Linked DNA regions of Sus scrofa: region 2 is linked to region 1. A link is a contact called in public HiChIP or PLAC-seq data. All regions are on one chromosome and are shown on one strand. Each heading gives the region's core, a stretch centred on a gene start, on an enhancer-like site or on the middle of the called end of the contact. The rest is flanking DNA. Distances are from core to core; before and after follow the strand shown.

Region 1 (2,825 bases), core at 319-2,818:
TGCTTGATCACAAGCCTCCTGCTTTTGGTAATGATAAATGGCCTGTTCTGAATCACTTGGGTCCAAGGCCCTATCCTATCCTACCTAACAAGTCCTTTGTAAAATTTCAAGGACTTCCTAACATGGCTCAGTGGTTAAGGAACACGACTAGCATCCATGAGGAAGTGGGTTCGATCCCTGGCCTTGATCAGTGGGTTAAGGATCTGGCATTGCTGTGAGCTGTGGTGTAGGTCACAGACTCAGCTCAGATCTGGCATTGCTGTGGCTATAGTGTTGGCCGGGGCTTCAGCTCCAATGGGACCCCTAGCCTGGGAACCTCCATATGCCCCATTGCAGCCCATTTTCATGAAATGCCCTGGGACTACTGATGCATACATAAAGTGCTTTCAGTAATACCAAAATAATGCAAAATAAATTAAAAGTTACTGAGAATTCTCTTTATCCTAAGTTGTTTATATGTCACATTGCTCTTTAATTTGTGACTGTCACTACTGATTAGCTGCTGATACTACTTTTCTTTCAGTAAATTACCTTTCGTTTAGTATTTTAGTTTTATGCTTCCCAAATATGACCAGAATAACTACATATTCTGAGTTAAATTAAGCTGAGTCTCAAATTAGGATATCCAAAATGAGTCACATTGAGTGAAATTATTAAAAACAAACAAAACATCACTCAGATTACAAGCGCCATTAAGTTTCTTTTCTCTTGCGCAACATAAATACTTTAAAAGTGGTGAATGTTTAAGTTTTTGTAGAATAATAAAGGCAATTTACTTTTTTAGCAAAAAAAAAGAATATGTTCATGTGAAATTTAGTTGAACTTTTTAAAGGAATTCACTTCTTTAGGGCAGTTGCAAACTGCAGCTTTGAACTTTACAGCAAGATGCAGGCAACTAAAGCCTTATGGAGCTTCCGTGTCCCTAAGGCACCAGCTTTCAATGCGTGTGTGTTCTGTTTCCTGTGCTTCATCGAGCTTCCTTCAACTACAGCCTGAAGCCTTAATGGGTTCCCTGGAGAACAGGAAAATGCTTGAAGTCAGGCGGATCCTTATCTGAAAGTACAGCTAGCCACCCACCATCTGTCCAAGTAGTGGTTGTCCAGAGATGGTTAGAGATCCTATCCAGAAGACCTGCATAAAATGTCAGCCCCCTGTAATGTCAGCAGCGGAAATGTCAGTTCCCAAGATAATTATTTGGAAATGTATCTGACTGCACTGAAGCCTTCAAGATGTTTTCTCTTAGATAATACAGCTAATTCTTATGGTCAGATTCATTCCAGCTTGAACTTCACTTGGAAGGTTAATCATTGGAGAGAAATCCTTTAGGATTCAATTACTGATTTTTAATTAGGTCGATCTGGACCCAAATATATGCTACGGGTATATATTTCCAATATGTCTTTCACCAACCATTTGCTTTCTCTAAAGCCATCCCTCTTTCGTAGGAAGTGTTTCTGATTCGGTGTGAGGGTTAGAGTGATATTTGCTCTCTGTCTGGCACGGGGAGTGTTGCACAGAGCGCTTCTGACACAGCAGGCTGGTGGATACGGAGCGCTTCTGACACAGCCGGCTGATGGATGGGAGTTCACTGGATGGTAGAACAATGTGGGATAACGAGGAAGATGATAGACTGGTGGTGCTAAAGAACACGTCAATGCTAAGGTCATACACTCGCTCAAAAACAGGAATTTTAAAATACCATATAGTAAACAAGTATAGGAAACCATTTCATCGTCTGAGTCCTCCCTTGTTCTTCCCGTATATCCTGCCATTGTTGAAATATAGAAATTGTGATGTGGCAAGAGCATTTGTTGGCAAAGAACTCTTCTTTGATGAATATTCATCTTTATATTCCCCCAAAGACACACGCTGTGGGAGGAGCAGGAGCACAGAGCAGTTGTGCCATGTTTCCATTTCCAAGTGGGTGAATCAGAGCAATTATAACCATTTTCCGTGCCACACAGACACCGAAAGATGTTTATCATATAATATCCATATAGAATGTGAATTGTATTATCCACTCATAATGTTATATTTGCTTCAGTTACTTGACTATTTATTCACACAACATTGTATTTACTCATATGATACTGACATAGAACATGAATTGTCTAATTCCCGCCGTAATGTTCTATTACTTCAGTACTTGCCTATTTCTTCATACAATGCTATATTTACTCATAAAATATTCACAGAATATTAATTGTACAATTTACTCCACAATGCCACATTTATTTCAATTACTTGATATTTATTCATACAATATTATATTTACTCATATAATATTCATATAAAATATGAATTGTATGATTCACTCAATGTTATATTTACTTCAATTACTTCACTGTTTATTCATATAATATTATATTTACTCACATAATATTATTCATAAAGAATATGAATTGTATAATTCCCTCATATAATATTGTATTTACTTCAATTACTTGACTATTTTGGCCAGGATTATCTGATGATAAGTTTAGTTCTCCATTTTCTTTATTCTGTGTGTAGATTTTATGAATTAAGCAATGTGCTCTATTACAGTTTGATAACTCAGAGTAGCTATTTTTGTACTTGTCCGCTATTGCCACACTGATGCTGCATAACGAACCATCCAAAATTCAGTGGCTCATACCACTGAAGCATTATTTTATCACTTACGGGTCAGCAGGCTGGTTTGCCTGCCTGTTCCAGGAGGCAGGCTGACTGTGCCTGGCTCCACCGTACAGACTGCGGTCAGGTCAGCTCTCCACGCAGGTACCCAGGGCGTGAGCTCTTGGTGGATCGAGGGAGCATGAAAGTCCAAGCCCAAAACACAAGCACAT
Region 2 (2,734 bases), core at 123-2,622, 320 kb before region 1:
GCCATTGATGTAAATACCGTCGCTAACGAAGTATACAAGTATAATTTTCCTCACACACAGTTACTGGCCAAGACAATTGAAGTGAGTAACAATGATTATTGTTTTAATAAGTATAGAGAGCAAGAAAAATACTGCAGGATACTAGATTCTGGGATCTTCATTTGAGGATAAGTCATAAATGAAAAAGTTTAGGGGAAGGGAATTAAGTTAACATTTTATATTCTATCAGAAGATGGCATGTTTTTTTTTGCTTTTTTTTCTTTTCTAAAATTTCACATTTGAGAGAGAGACGGTCAGTAATTTGGTCTCTAAGAGAAAGGATTGAAATGTAAGAATATGCTTGACTTCTAAGTGCTTATTTCCATAATGATATTAAACTTCAATTCCTTATTTTTAAGCAGTACCCATGTACAATATATATAATACAAGCATGAAAAAAAAAAAAAGAGAATAAGAAAGGTCTTTGATTATTCCTTGTTGAATGCTTCTTTTTATAGCAAGCCTGTCAGCATTAAAGACACTATTTCTCCTATGATGAACCAACTCAGCAGAAGTATTTAATACTGGTGTGCATTGTTATTTTTCAAATAATAAGAAATTGTGTTTTTCTCCCAAGTTCATGTGAAAAAATTCACACACACATTGCTCATGAAGCCATAATCTGTATACAATAAACTGCACTCATTTTAAGTTTGTAGTTGGAGTTCGATCAATATATAAAACTGTGTAACGCAACCGAGACACAGAACATACATCATCCTAGAATATTCCTTAGTGCCTTGTTTTGGTCAGTCTCTGACCTCAACCAACCCCAAGCAACCACTGGTCTGCTTTCTGTCATTACAGATTAAATTTTCCATTTTTAATATACTGTAAATAAAAACATGAGTGTAATTTTTTTGAGTGTATCTTCTTTCATTTAATGTATTATTTTTTCATTTACCCATATTGTTGTATATATTAGCAGTCTGCTTTTTATTATTCAGTGATAATATATGCAGTGGCATATTCATACTATAGTATGTGTATCCATTCACATGATCTTTGACATTTAGATTGTTTTCAATTTTTGACTGTTCTAAAAGTTGCTGTGCAGATTCATGCACAAGTTTTAGTGTGGACTTTTGTTTTTATTTCTTCTGGATAAATACCTAGGAGTGGAATTGCTGGATCATTTGGTAAACTTATTTATTAAAAAAGGGCCAACTCTTGTCCATAGCTTTCATACTATTTTACAATCAATGTTTAAGTGTTGCAGTTGTTTCATATCCTTACCAACAGTTACTCTTGTCAGTCTTTTACTTTTTAGCTGCTCTTGATTTGCACTTCCCTCATGACTAATAATGCTGAGTGTTTTCTCATGTGCTCATTGGCCATTTTCATGTCTTCTGTGATGAAATTTCTTTCACAATGTTAAATTATTTGGTATGTTTGTGCTGTTATTTAGTTTTAAGAGTGGTTTAAGTTTTTGGGATTCAAGTTATTTGTCAGAAATATGTATAACAATATTTTCTCCAATTCTGTCACTTGTCTTCATTTCTTTAACTGTATTCAACAAAATGTAGAAGTTACTTGCCTTTTTTTTTTTTTTTTTTTATGGGACACTTTTTTGTGCGTCTTAAGAAATCTTTGTTTACCCCATTTCCCCCTGTTTTCTTCTAGAAAGGTTATGGTTTTGGCTTTTATATTTAAGCTTATGACCCATTTAAAGTTACTTTTTGTATGTAGTCTGAGGTAGAGGTCATTTTTTTTTCCCAAGTGCATATAAAACTGTCCTAACACCATTTTCTGAAAAGACTATTCTTTCCTCAATTTCCTTGTTATCTTTATAAGAAAAAATAGATCATGTATGTATGGATGTGTATATTTCTCTACAGTAGTACCTATACACTTACCCTTATAGCAATAACATACTCTTGATTATGTAGGTTTATAGTATGTATTAAATTCAGGTAGCTTAAGTTCTCAAAGTTCTGATTTTCTTTTTCAAGATTTTTTTTTGCTACATTAATGTGTAAATTTCTGAATCAGCTTGCCAGTTTCTACAAAAAATATATATTTTGATTGGTTTTGGAAGAACTGATATCCTCATAAAAGAGCGTCTTCCAATCCATGAACATAGTATCTCTCATTACTAATTTAGTTATTAATTCTTTAATTTGTATCAGGTTTATTTTGTAATATGTAGTGTATGCATCTTGCACATTTTTGTTAATTTATTCCTAAATATTTGTGGGTTTTGCTTATTGTAAGTGATAACTTTTAAAAATTTATTTTCCAATTATTTGTTGCCGGCATATAGAAATACACTTATTTTTACTTATTGACCTAGTATGCTGAGACTTTGCTATATTGACTTAATAGTTCTGGTAGTTTAATATTTATTTTTAGGATTTTTTAACATATACAATTATACTGACTGAGAAAAAAGAGTTTTAAGTTTTGGCTACATGCTGCAAATTTTCATGTGTTGTACATTCATTTTCGTTCAGTTCAAAATGTTTTCTAACTTCTCTTCTGATTTCTTCTTTGTCCATGTGTTATACATATGGTTTTAAAATTTCCAATATTTAGTAATTTTTAAGATTCTTCTCTATTATCGATTTCTCATTTTTGTTTTATTGGGGCCATACTGTGTATGATTTCAATTATTTTAAATTGGTTGAGATTTGTGTGATGGCCCAGAATTCAGTCTGTCTAGTGAATGCTCTGGGTGCTTTTGGAAGAATGTACA

Evidence for each region. HiChIP or PLAC-seq counts read pairs in DNA pulled down with a chosen protein or histone mark.
Region 2: a contact with region 1 is called in an H3K27ac HiChIP or PLAC-seq map of alveolar macrophages. The contact joins two enhancer-like sites. A contact is called at or near these places in 4 of 47 Hi-C or Micro-C datasets (embryonic fibroblasts, epiblast stem cells, omental adipose tissue and 1 more) and 1 of 2 datasets of contacts at active chromatin or transcription factors (alveolar macrophages).

The regions. Positions count from the first base shown.
Region 1 is chr10:43,134,309-43,137,133 of Sscrofa11.1, reverse strand. All of the region lies in intron 60 of CUBN (cubilin), which reads left to right. Among named protein-coding and RNA genes, the nearest start is that of EPC1, 190 kb to the right of the region's middle. Within about 2 kb of position 1,568, at least 7 of the 83 cell types and tissues checked have an H3K27ac peak or open chromatin away from gene starts, as enhancers often do. A contact at or near this core is called in alveolar macrophages, where this site is marked.
Region 2 is chr10:43,458,814-43,461,547 of Sscrofa11.1, reverse strand. It overlaps TRDMT1 (tRNA aspartic acid methyltransferase 1), which reads left to right. Exons shown (of 11, transcript NM_001162885.1): 2 at 1-81. Among named protein-coding and RNA genes, the nearest start is that of TRDMT1, 31 kb to the left of the region's middle. Within about 2 kb of position 1,372, at least 1 of the 83 cell types and tissues checked has an H3K27ac peak or open chromatin away from gene starts, as enhancers often do. A contact at or near this core is called in alveolar macrophages, where this site is marked.